Linked DNA regions of Sus scrofa: region 1 is linked to region 2. The links are chromatin contacts, called in public Hi-C maps. All regions are on one chromosome and are shown on one strand. The core of a region is the stretch at or near the end of the contact, and the rest is flanking DNA. Distances in the headings are between cores, read along the strand shown.

Evidence for each region. A called contact is a pair of places that touch in the nucleus more often than the background predicts.
Region 1: a Hi-C map of skeletal muscle shows a contact between it and region 2, with 3 times the contacts expected there. A contact is called at or near these places in 2 of 47 Hi-C or Micro-C datasets (embryonic fibroblasts and skeletal muscle) and 1 of 2 datasets of targeted methods (skeletal muscle).

Annotation. Positions count from the first base shown.
Region 1 is chr5:89,563,746-89,570,011 of Sscrofa11.1, reverse strand. No RefSeq gene overlaps it. Among named protein-coding and RNA genes, the nearest start is that of SOCS2, 18 kb to the left of the region's middle.
Region 2 is chr5:89,428,961-89,434,525 of Sscrofa11.1, reverse strand. All of the region lies in intron 2 of CRADD (death domain-containing protein CRADD), which reads left to right. Among named protein-coding and RNA genes, the nearest start is that of CRADD, 49 kb to the left of the region's middle.

The DNA of each region.
Region 1 (6,266 bases), core at 1,377-3,876, 140 kb before region 2:
TACCCATAGAAATTAGGTGTTTTAATGCAATCATGCAGTTATAAAAAGGATGTATGTGATTATGTCAGAACTTTAAAAATAATTTGATATATGCATTTTAAATAGGATTCCATTTTTGTGATCGCTGTATTTAATTTTATGAGGTAAGCATAATATTCTGAGACGGGTCCACAGTCATCGGCGCACTGCCGAGGGGGTCAGAAAAGGTCAGAACCAGAGGGAGGTGCTTGTGAGGAGGTCATTGCAGCTTAAGGCCCCTGCAGGGAGGAGGGGGTGGAGGAGGAATTGTGGGAGATCCTGGAGTCAGTGAACTGGACCTGGGATGTACCGCAGAGAGAGGGATCTCTATGCACCACTACTCCCCCCTTCCAGTTTCTGGCCACAGCGGAAACTTCCTCTTGCTCATCACCTGCCCCTTCCTTCCCAGGGCTCTTGTTCCATCACTTTTACACTTTCGAAAAGGCACACAGGTAGCATGGTTTAAAAATCAGGTAGTATGGAAAGTCATCAGGAAACACAACCATCCCTTGCTCCCCTCTTCTCCACCTGCCAGTCTTGCACCTTTTTAAACTTTTTTTGTCTTCCTTTTTTCCCCCATTTTTTTGTTTCTTTTAGGGCCTCACCGGGGGCATATGGAGGTTCCCAGGCTGGGGGTCGAATCGCAGCTACAGCTGCTGGCCTACAGCACAGCCACAGCAACGCCAGATCCGAGCCACGTCTGCGACCTACACCACAGCTCATGGCAACGCCAGATCCCTAACCCACTAAGCGAGGCCAGGGGTCGAACCCACATCCTCATGGATGCTAGTCAGTTTCGTTAACCACTGAGCCACGACAGCAACTCCTTTTTCAAACTCTTAAAGTGGTACTTTCTCTAGCTGAATGGCGAATTCTGTGCAGGAAATGCCTTGCAATTCCTACTAGGTTTTTCATTTTAGGTGTTGAATAAATGACTGATAGATCCCAGGGGCACCTTGTTTCAAGGTCTCTATGTATATCAAGTGCACTGTACTTTAGCTACAGAAGTTATACCAACCATGATGTTATAGGAAATGGTTCTTTTCCCTAAATTCCCATGTTTTCTGTCATTTGTCTTCACATGGAATAACACAGAATGTGCAAAAAGAATTTCCATTTACTTAAGGTCTCTGGTTGTTTTTGTGAAAGTGAGTTTAGTGTGCTGGTGGGTTAAATAATCGTATATAATCATATACCAGAAGTCGAATTTTACACCCATTACTTTTTGAGGGGCTGGGAGGGGAGGCAGGGGTGTTAGTGTCTTGGTAGCAGTGGTTAATTTCAGCGTCCTTGCCCAAGCTGTAGAATACCGTGAGGTTGCCGCCGAGCCCTTTGGCTGGCTGGCTGGCTGAAATTCCTTGCCACACGCCTTGTGAGGTCCAGGAATGTATAGTTTTGTGGTCTGATGTATTTTGATAGTTGCCAGATAGAATTGATGTCTGGCACTTTTTCTAGGAAAAATACATTTAGACGTTTCCAAGTTGATTTGTCGGAAGTTCGTGTTATTAGAATTTTGTGGCGGAACTTTTTCTCAAGTGGCAGAAGAAATAAAGGAAATTTAGTTTTGAGGGCTGTTAACAGCACCTTCTATTAGTGCCAACGTTGAGGAGGTTGACAAAGTCCTGGATTGTCAATATGGATTTATGACAAAAATGAGCACGTATCTAGACTTCTGCAAGTTACCGATATAATAAAATGCAATTTTAGCTACTGACACTAGGCTAGCCCCCAAACTTTTAGAAAAAGGCACCTTCTCCCCTTATTTTCTCATAACATGTCTCAGTCCAGGAACCAGAGAGACTACTCTGGGGTTAAAACTTAAATCTTGAGATGTAATTGCTGTTTACTGTTCTTGCTGTTTCATTGGAGGGAGAGGGAGCAAGGCTTGAGCTTACAGAAAAGTTAGCTTCCCAATTTACGTGAGAGAATCCCAGTCTTTTCTGCCATTTATATTTTAAATATTTAAAGAGCAAGTTAGAGATTGTTTATGCAGCAATGAGGGTGATTGTCAGAGAGTATGATGCGTTAACTCTTCTTTAAACTTACTGGCTTCCCCCTTAAACACTAACTGGCTGGATAACAAGTTTTTACTTGTTGGCACTGCAGTCAAGCCTCAGAATATTCTTGGAGTGAAATGACTATTTTTTTAAAAACCTGCTTTATTGAAATATAATTTTAGTGGAGAAAAATTTCAGATTTGAAAGAAACATGTAAGTGGCAGACCTTCAAATGCAACTTTTTCAAAAAGACGTTTCACCAGCAGGTTCCTGAAGCGGCACAAGAGGGAACGTTGATGGTTAATCAAGGACGTAAAGACCCAGAGTCAGGACGAGACTGAAACAGTTGACTTTGGTTTTCATCTGTAAGACCAGAAACGAAATAGCCGAAATAGCCGGGTGGCTGTGAATGTCTAGGAACCAGTTAAGGACGAATGCAAAAAACGGGAGGGAAGAGAAAGCGTGTCTGTCTTACGGGAGGAGAAATCTCACTTCAGCTAGTTTTCCTCTTTCTACTTGAGAATTTTCAAACGGAGTGGCTGGCTCCAAAGTCTGCGACGTGCACACAAGCTGTCCACAGGGAAGGGATCCTGGCGCCACTGGGTGATGCAGAAAAAGTTCTTTGTGTGCAGCTGCCTAAGTGCGGAGCCCATCGCGGCCGTGGCGGGGCGGCTCCTCCCAGACGCGTCCCGGCGCCGCTCGCTCGCTCGCTCGGGGTCGGGGTTCCTGGACCTCCTGTGATGCGGCGTCGGAAGAAAGATGTTTAGAACCTAGCCCACGTCACCGGATTCAATAGTGGCGACACACCAGATGAGTGTGGGGTGGCGTGTAAACGGCCGGGTTGAACTTTCTGCTGTGCAGCTAATGGGTTAACCTCCGTGCCTGTCGGCTGTTATCCTGGGACCGAGGAGAACGTGGCTGGGCAAAGCGGCTTTCACCACTGTCCCGTGAAAGAGCATCCGTGCTGTGTCTGTGAATGTAGGTTTAATATAAGCTTTTATTATTAGCTAGTTTTCCCAGTTATTCTAAAAGTAACAACGTGGTTATTACCATGACTAGGAATCGAAGCCCATTCAGAAGGGTCTGGGGTGAAAAATGCAAGTGCCAACCGTCCCCTCCCAGTCCCACTCTCCAGAGGTCACTCTCATGAAAATGTTTTGTTTTTCCAACATTTTTAAAATGCACGATAAGCATGTATTTAAGTAGTTTTTAAAAAGCATGCATAAATCATATTATTACTATGAATTCTGCTCTGCGATTTGCTTTTTAAATATTTGAGACCTCTCTATAGCTATGTAGCTTTATATATCACCTTAAGGAAAAGCTCTGCCTCATTCTCTTTAACATCTGTATAGTATCTCATGGTGTGAATGCACCATTGTTAATTGAATTCTCCCCCCCACCCCCCAATAGGCATTTAGGTTGTTTCCAGCCTTCTGCTCTTGCAAACAATGATGCAGCAAGTATTTATGGGAATATATATGTCAAGCAAATTTCTAGCAGTGACATTTTTGGGTCAAAGGACATGTATGTTAACATTTTAATGACTGTGTCCAAATCGTATTCCAAAAAGGTTGCACTAATTCATATTTCAAGTTTAAATAAGTTACTGTCTTTTAAACGATTAGGTATAATTGAGGGTTTTCCTTAAAATACTGTTACATTTTAAACAGCATAGTTAATATTCAGACCAAATAAGTTTATTCATTTGCTAATTAAATGACCTGGAAGTTCAATCTCTGCTCCCCAGAGGATGTCTCCAGAGGGTTAAGTGCTCTGCCCCAGGCTTTAGAACCAGCAAGAGGCTTGGCCCAGCAGCCTGAGAACCTCTGACGGGGTATGACCAGAGACATTCCGAATTATGAGACACACATGGATTCACGCCTGACTGTGGCTCACGTTAAAACAACTGACTGTCTTGAGACATCCTAGGGCAAAATCAGAAAAGCTTATTTATTTATTTATTTTTTTTTAGAGATGTAATAGTACCGTCTTCAGTTAGTTCTGTTCAAAAGACACTGATTAAGCACAACTGTGATAGAAAATTCCTCCTTTCACGACTTGCCATCCCCTCTCTACCCCCTTCCCCGAGTTCTCTCTCTTTTTGTGTTTGTTTCTTTGCATACCACCCACTTACCCTCTGTACCTACTTAGGACATCAGAGGAGTGGCCAGTTCAAGGGACCATTAAAGTGATTTCCTGCAAGTGAACGGTGGCCCTGGAGAGAGGATTAACCTTGCCTGTGTTTATCACCGCAGTGGTCTGACTCTGTCTTGATTCCATCCCCCGCATATGGGATATTTGATCTGCCTGTGACGCCGGACACTTCAAGCATCCCAACTATACAGAAATACTTCATTTCTTATTTTTAGTATAAGAGTTTTTTTTAATAGTTAGCCCTTATTACAGGTGAAACCAGATACGAAGATATAAATTTCAAAAAAGTGGTAAATCAAGTTGCTGTTAACTTGTTTTCTAAATGATCGTAGTAGTTCCCTAAATACCTTTTAGATTAGAGCAAACTCTTTGGGAATTACAGAATTTTGACAAGTATTTTCTTTTACAAATTACCTGCCTTTTGGAAAATGGCCCTTACAGAACCTAGCTTTTTTTACCCTCAAAACCTCTTAAACTAAGACACAGTCACTCGAAAATAGGATTTAGCTGTCAGCCAAAAGGGGCAAACAACCAAACTAAACCAAACTAAATTTCCTATTTAAGGTCTGAATCTCAGTGGCTTTGTAAGCTACTTCATTGCCATCCAGAGACGTATGCCTTTAAATAAAGGAAATAAACCCCACAGGCAGACAAAGCCTGTCTAATCAGAAGCCTTGATTTCAAGCTCCTAATTTCCCAGTGACATGTTAGAAGCCAGCAGGAAGAGAGAGGAGGTGAAATGTGTTGCTCCATGTTGTCCCTAAATAGAATGTTCTTCACAAGCGGCAGGAAGCACCTGGGGGATTATTTGCTTTAGAGATTTGGAAATAAATTGTTTTTGAAATCAGAAGGGAAAAAGAAGTTATTTTCTACATTCAGGTGCTTTTAGCATGTTCACGTACACATATTATTATAATCTGAGTTCTCCTGATAATGAATTCAAGCTAAAAATGTATTTAAATTTAGGAAGAATGCAGATACCATCAAGATAGGGAATTGAGATAAGAAATTTTAGCTTCACTTTGAATCTCCTTTTCTTACTTTGCCTAAAATTGGCCTTCAATATTATAGTACTTTCATTTTTACAGCTCTTTACATATTCTGTAAAAAACCTTAAAAGTGAAACAAAGATGTTTCTTGGCTAGTATAATCTCTACTATCCAACTTTTTTAAGTTTTTAAGTCCATTTAAGACTTTGAAAGCTGTTCCTTCCCAAATCTATCTTCTAATTAACAATTTGCTAATGGAATTGATACGATTTTTCCATTTTTATTTTCTATAGGAAGAAATATTCTGGTTCATGTCATTATTTTTATCTTATTTCTTTAGATGTAATTCTCCCCCACCCCCACCCCTTGGAGTTATGATGAAATGAATTCATTGCAGAGATTTCTCTTGTTCTAACAACAGCTGATAATACGAATACATATTTACCCACATTGCTAGAAAGACTGTTACATAAGAGTTAGTGGGAAATACTGGCTCTCAGACACTGGGAGTAAAGGTAGAAATTTGAACTTGTAGATCATTGATTTTCATGTTTTAAATAAAAATTAAAGAATTTTATTATGTAGCTGGAAACTTAAGAAAATTTTACTGAATTCTGTGAGGATTGAATTGACAATTGACAGTGAACAGAATTAAGAAATTGAATAGTCCAGGCAGAAACACAGGCTCCCGATTCTTCTGTCGGCAGAAAGTAGGAATTTATTGAGAGTTCTTTTATTCCCTTGACTTCTTTTCTTTTGAAAAATATGTGATGGGTATTAAACCTGGATTTACAGTATACTTAAAATCCTGTCAAAGTGAACAAGCACTTTTTGTTGTTAGTATTACTGATTTAAAAGCATTTGGGGGGGGATGATTATGCTTTTGAAATTTCACTCATTACTGAAAATAAAATATGCGTGACTTTTTCTTTTCCTTTTCATAGTAGGCATGCATTTTACTACTGAGTCCAAGCTGGTACTTCAGAAATACTTCCCATGCGTTAACTAATTTTTGTGATTTAATTTAAAAAGTGAGTTGCATTTTAGATTGTTTCCTCTTTTAGAGACCTGGTTTATGTATTTCTCAAGGCATACTGCAGACCTT
Region 2 (5,565 bases), core at 961-3,460:
AACCGCATTGCGAATGGGAATAATTCTGCCTACCAAGTGGGCTTACTGGGGGGCTGGTGTATAAAACAGCTGGCAGGTGTAAGAGGTACTCCAGAGATCTTAGCTCTCCTTTCTGCCTCCCTCCCCTTAGTCTCATCCCAGAGAAACTTCTGAGGATTGTGGCACATAAACTGTGAAAAGAGAGAGAGAGAACCTCAAAGGAGAATCATGGCAGCTGAGCTGTGCCGTGAATCAGTGCATGGCCCTCGCATTTGTCAGGGCAAGTGTGACGCTGGATGCTTCAAGAGCCGTGCAGGACATCGTGTAGGGGTTGGGAAATAATGTTCCCATCAGGCTTGACTGTGGTCCGCCTATTACTAGAAAAAGAAACCAGACTGGTCTCTAAAGTCCTTGGGTTCAGAACTTTCCATTTTGACCTCTATCATTTATGTTTTTCTCGTCTTTACTTAAAATATCACCTAATCCCAGCTCTTCCTCACATTATTTCTTCTACTAGTTCTGTTTTGTTCTCCACAGTAAATTATCTCTTTATTTCCCTCAGAGCCATTTCAAATACTTTTTTTTTTTTTTTTTCTATTTTAGGGCTGTACCCTCAGTATGTGGAGGTTCCCAGGCTAGGGGTCGAATCAGAGCTGTAGCCTCTGGCCTACACCACAGCCACAGCAATGCAGGATCCAAGCCTCGTCTGCGACCTACACCACAGATCATGGCAACGCCGGATCCTTAACCCACTGAGCGAGGCCAGGGATGGAACCTGTGTCCTCATGGATCCTAGTTGGGTTTAACCACTGAGCCAGGAAGGGAACTCCTCAAATATTTTTGATGGCCAGATGGAAAGTATGTTAAATTTTGGTAGATCTAGCAATTTTCTGGAGTTACACACTGATTTCTTTTAGGATGTGACTCGGTAACCCAATTATTCTTCCATCCCCCAGCTCCCACCCCCATCTAATTATGATATAGAGGACAGAGAAATGTGACCAGTTTTTCTTTTTCTTCTGAGGCAAGAGCAGGAACAGATGGTTTCAGACTATAGCATGATGACTTCGGATCAACCAGGCTTATTATGTTTGAAAGCTAGAAGTCATTTTACAGCCACATCGGGTTAGTCTCGTTTATAGCATATACATATATGGGGTTTTTTGGTGCAAAATATGCAAGGCAGACACTGGAGATGCAAAAACAATTGGTTCCTCAAGGCATCAGCAGGAGAGACAGCCACATGAACAAAGATACAGTGCAGGTATATGCACAGTGGCACGGGAGACAGAGATGGACTTGGATCTGGGACAGGCCACCTATTGACAACTGAATTAGACGCTAAGTGGCTACGGTTGGAGAAGGTATTATAAGTGGAGGAAGAGCGCATGGAAGGACGCGGAGAGGCAGACCAGCATGGCAGGTGCAGGGCAATGCCAAGTAATTAGGTATTGCCGATTGGCAAGTATGAAGGCCGTTGTGAAGTCTGGTCATGGCAGTGCCCAGTCAGGTTGTGGAATCTTTCTTCGTAGTTTTTTTTTTTTTTTTTTTTTTTTTTTTTTTTTTCCTGCACCCACAGCATATGGAAGTTCCTGGACCAGGGGATCGCATCTGAGCTGTAGCTGTGACTTACCCCAGATCCTTAACCCACTGCATGGGGCCCGGGATTGAACCTGTGCTGTTGCAGGGACAGCACCGACTCCTTAAGCCACTGGGTCACAGCGGGAACTCCTCTTGAAAATCAAAATAAGGCATTTATGTCTGCCTGGGATGGTTTGGGTAGTCTTTTTGCCAGAGGTAGAGGCAAAAACTATATATGTCAGAGAAGAGTCAATGACTGTTCTGTAAACAGTGAAATTGCATTAAATGATTTCGAAGCTAGGACTCTTCTGGGATGTATGGGTTCCCAAGTCACCCAACGAAGGCCCTCTGTCGTGGAACTCCACTCCCTCTTTGTGAAATACACGCATTCATAAAAGACGGTGCAAACTCAGTGTCCTCCTGAGGACTGTTTCCTTTGGGGGACTGTTTCCTTTCAGAGCAGAGGTGGTTCCCAGGGGATCAGCGTAAGAGCCAGACGAACGATGGAGGCTGGCCTCTCCTGGGCTCCTCTTGGCTGCCCTGGGGGTGAAAGGGAACCTCGGATGTTGTCTACGTTTAAATCATCCGTGTCGCCTGGTTCCCGGCCTTCCCAGGAACTGGGTAGTCAGTTTCTAGTTCTCAGAACTGGAGCAGCACTGCTGTGCTTGCAGTTGCATGCTTTTTATGGAACAGGGAATGTTGTTTAGGGAATTTAGGCAGCTGGAACCTGCCGCATTAGCAATTTGGACTCAGGAAGGATTTCGGACGGAGAAAATAAAGCTTATTATATAATTTCATTAGGGTATTTAGGAGGCCGAGAGGGAGGAGCTGAGAGTATTATGAAGGCAAGCAGGAGCGTTTCACAAACAGCTCCCTCCCTCTCTTATTCGTGTTTTACTGTAAGAGTGGATTTAAATAGGGGGATCACGTGGTGGCCCATTTTGCAAAGGGCAGTCCTGTTCTGCTGTTTCTTAGCTGTTTTGTCAGTTGGAGCAAAACAACAGCGCTGCTCCGTTTTTGCAGGGTCAGAGGAGAACAGAAGAGCTGGCAGAAGAATGGGACGGGCAGCTGGAGGGGAGAGGAGAGGCCAAGAGTGTCAGAGCGTGGGGACGAGGACCTGAAGGAGGCCTGTTTGGCCTCAGGGATGGGGCCTGGACCGCTGCCTCTTTGAAGCCTGTTGACGGTCTCATCCTAGTTTAGCCTTTTGTGGAATCTTCCATGAGGTGCAGTTGCCAGCTTCAGCCTTCCTAGAGAATGGAGCCTGCCGATTCTGTTCTCAAGTCTACCCAGAAGAGCAGGCAAAGCACGCCCCCTCCTTAGAACCCGGATAACACGCACAGGAGGTGAAAATCCTCCGCTCAGTCCCTCACACCTGCCTGCGCCCCCACCCCCCCACCCCCACGGCAAGAAAGAAGAAGAAACCACCAGCCCTCAGCAGACGCTAAATTTGACGTCAGTGTAACCTTTGGTTATTCTGTTTTGTGCGTAAAGTGTCAACCTCTTGTTTTATCTTCATAAACAAAGGAAATCTTATTTCTTTCCAGAAATTAAAAAAGATAACAGGGACCAGATTCAAACAGAATAAAAATCAGAAGGAACCCAGAGAGTCTGGCTTCAAAAAAGAAATAGGGAAAAAAGAAAGGAAAAAGAACACGACCTCTTAAAAAGCATCTTAAAGGGAAATTGCTTGGGTTCCTGGTGGTTTCTTTCTTCATCAGATTCCTTTAGCAAAGGGGGATTTTGAAAGGTTGCAAGGAGTTGGGGCAAAGAGGGTTTTGGATTTTATTTGTCCCCTCATCTTATAGCAAAAACCACGCAGGTATCTAACTGTAGAGATGCTTGAACTGAGCTATTCTGCCTGACAGCGATCCGGACATGGTAGGACGTGTGGTGCCCCTGGGACGGGCAGCTGCCTGGATAAAGGACCTGGCTGGCCGTGCATTTCATCTCTCTTCTACACCCAAATGGGGAGATGTGAGCAGTGGTTAGCTAGCTTCTCCTTTTAAAAAATGTACGCCCTGGTCATTTCCAACCCAGATTTGAGGTGGGGACTCACTTAACAGAATATGTGTCTTGAAAGTCTATAAAATATTATGTAAAATAGAATACATTATGTTGTTTAGTTTTTATTAAATTATCCTATTTTTAGGATATACCACTGGGCTAAATTTATTCCAACTATTGAGATTTAGATAATCTAGCTTTTTACTGGCATTGGAGGATTTCTCTTAAAAAAGAACAACTATAGATAGAGATGAAATATCTCTATCATATAAATCTTTCTAAGAAAATATAATCGAAAGCATCAAGGCTCCTACAGTTGGTGGTTTCTATAATCTTGGTTCTCAGAGGTTAGATAATGTCATTAAATTTTAAGAATCCAAATAGATAAAAATAAAACCTGTAATTTTGAAATGGGGAAAGAGAAAGATCCCGGAAGTGATCTTCCATGTCATTCGTACCTTAAAAGTACAAAAGCCCAGAAAATTATTTTTCATTTATTAAGGAAAACAACTACCAGCTTATACTTCTGAAGTACTGCAAAGACCAGTATTTTATAAGTCAACATTAATAGTCATTGTGGAGGCTCCCATTTACAACTCTGCTTTTGATTTATTGCAAATATACCTTCATTTTTCTTCTTCCTTACCAGTCCCCTTCTTTAATTATAATAGGGCTTTCCTTACAATATTTGTATCATTTCTTTTGAAGCATCTAACTTTAAAGAAGTTTACTGATTTTTTTATAGCATAAAATACAAACGTTTTTATTTTAGGATACAAATCATAAACTTTGCTGGGGGAGTTTGGACAAAGATGCAAAAATATATGGAAAGAAAAGTACACTTAACTAATACTCTGCACATTTTTACAGCAGAGCATATGATATTTGGATTTAGAGTTTTAACTAGTATTAACCTCATTTGTTTAGTGATGATTTTTAAAATAGGAAAAAAAAAAAAAATCTGCTGAAGCAGACCAGGCACTTACTAGATATTGAACCTGGAGGAGCTGAAGTTAGTGAAGCAGGATAACTCGAATAACTTTTTATCGGCATCTAAATATTTCTCCTTTTCTTTACCATTTCAGTTAAGTGTGAAGAAATCCCAGGAATGACATAGTCGTTAGCTATGTGAAAGGAATTCCGAGGATTAATTTTAAGTTATTCACACTTTTCTATGGCATGAATACTGCTTTTTATTTTCCAAAAAATAATTTGGAGGGGATTTAAAATTTGTTAATCTTTCCTAATGCTGTAGTTTGCCACAAGTTTTATTTTTAATAATGAAAAATTTTTAAGGAAGCTGAGTCAATTCAATTTTGTTCGTAGTCATTTTTGTTATTGTGACTAAAAGTATGTGGAATATATTTCTGTGAAAACCATATTCTTGACATCATTACCTGCCTAGAAAATATAGAAGTCATATTTCATCATTCATAATCATTTTGAAATACCCTGGTCATTTTTTTTAAGGCCAGCATTGACTAATAGTATTGTGCACCTCGTTATTTATTCATAGTAGTTAGAAGTGATTCTATTTGTGATAAAAAAGTATGTGCATTTGATAATTTTGTCATATAAAACACTTAATACCTGTGCAAAGCTGTTTGACTTTCGGTTTTAAAACAGCTCCCTAGTTTGGTGAGTCCTGAAAAGATTCCGGCTTTCTCCGTGGCCTACCAGCCAAATAATTTTTGTAGCATTTTCCTTTGCTTTCTTATAAACATTTAAGAATTTTACTTGCTTTTCGGTAAGCTCAACCGTTAGCCTCGAGAGCACCGAAGTTGCTCTGAACTTGCCCTCTAGTTTTTCATGTATCAGGGAGGAATGATAGATTTTGTGTATCCCCAGTGAGTTGTTGAAACAGAAATACTCAGGGCTGCTCTTCTCTTGGAGTTGTTCTACTTACTTGCCCTATTACAGATGAAATGATTCTGTGTGACTGAGTTGCTTTAAAATGAATTTTGCTGCTTTCATGCTTAGGCAAAGATATTTAATTTTATT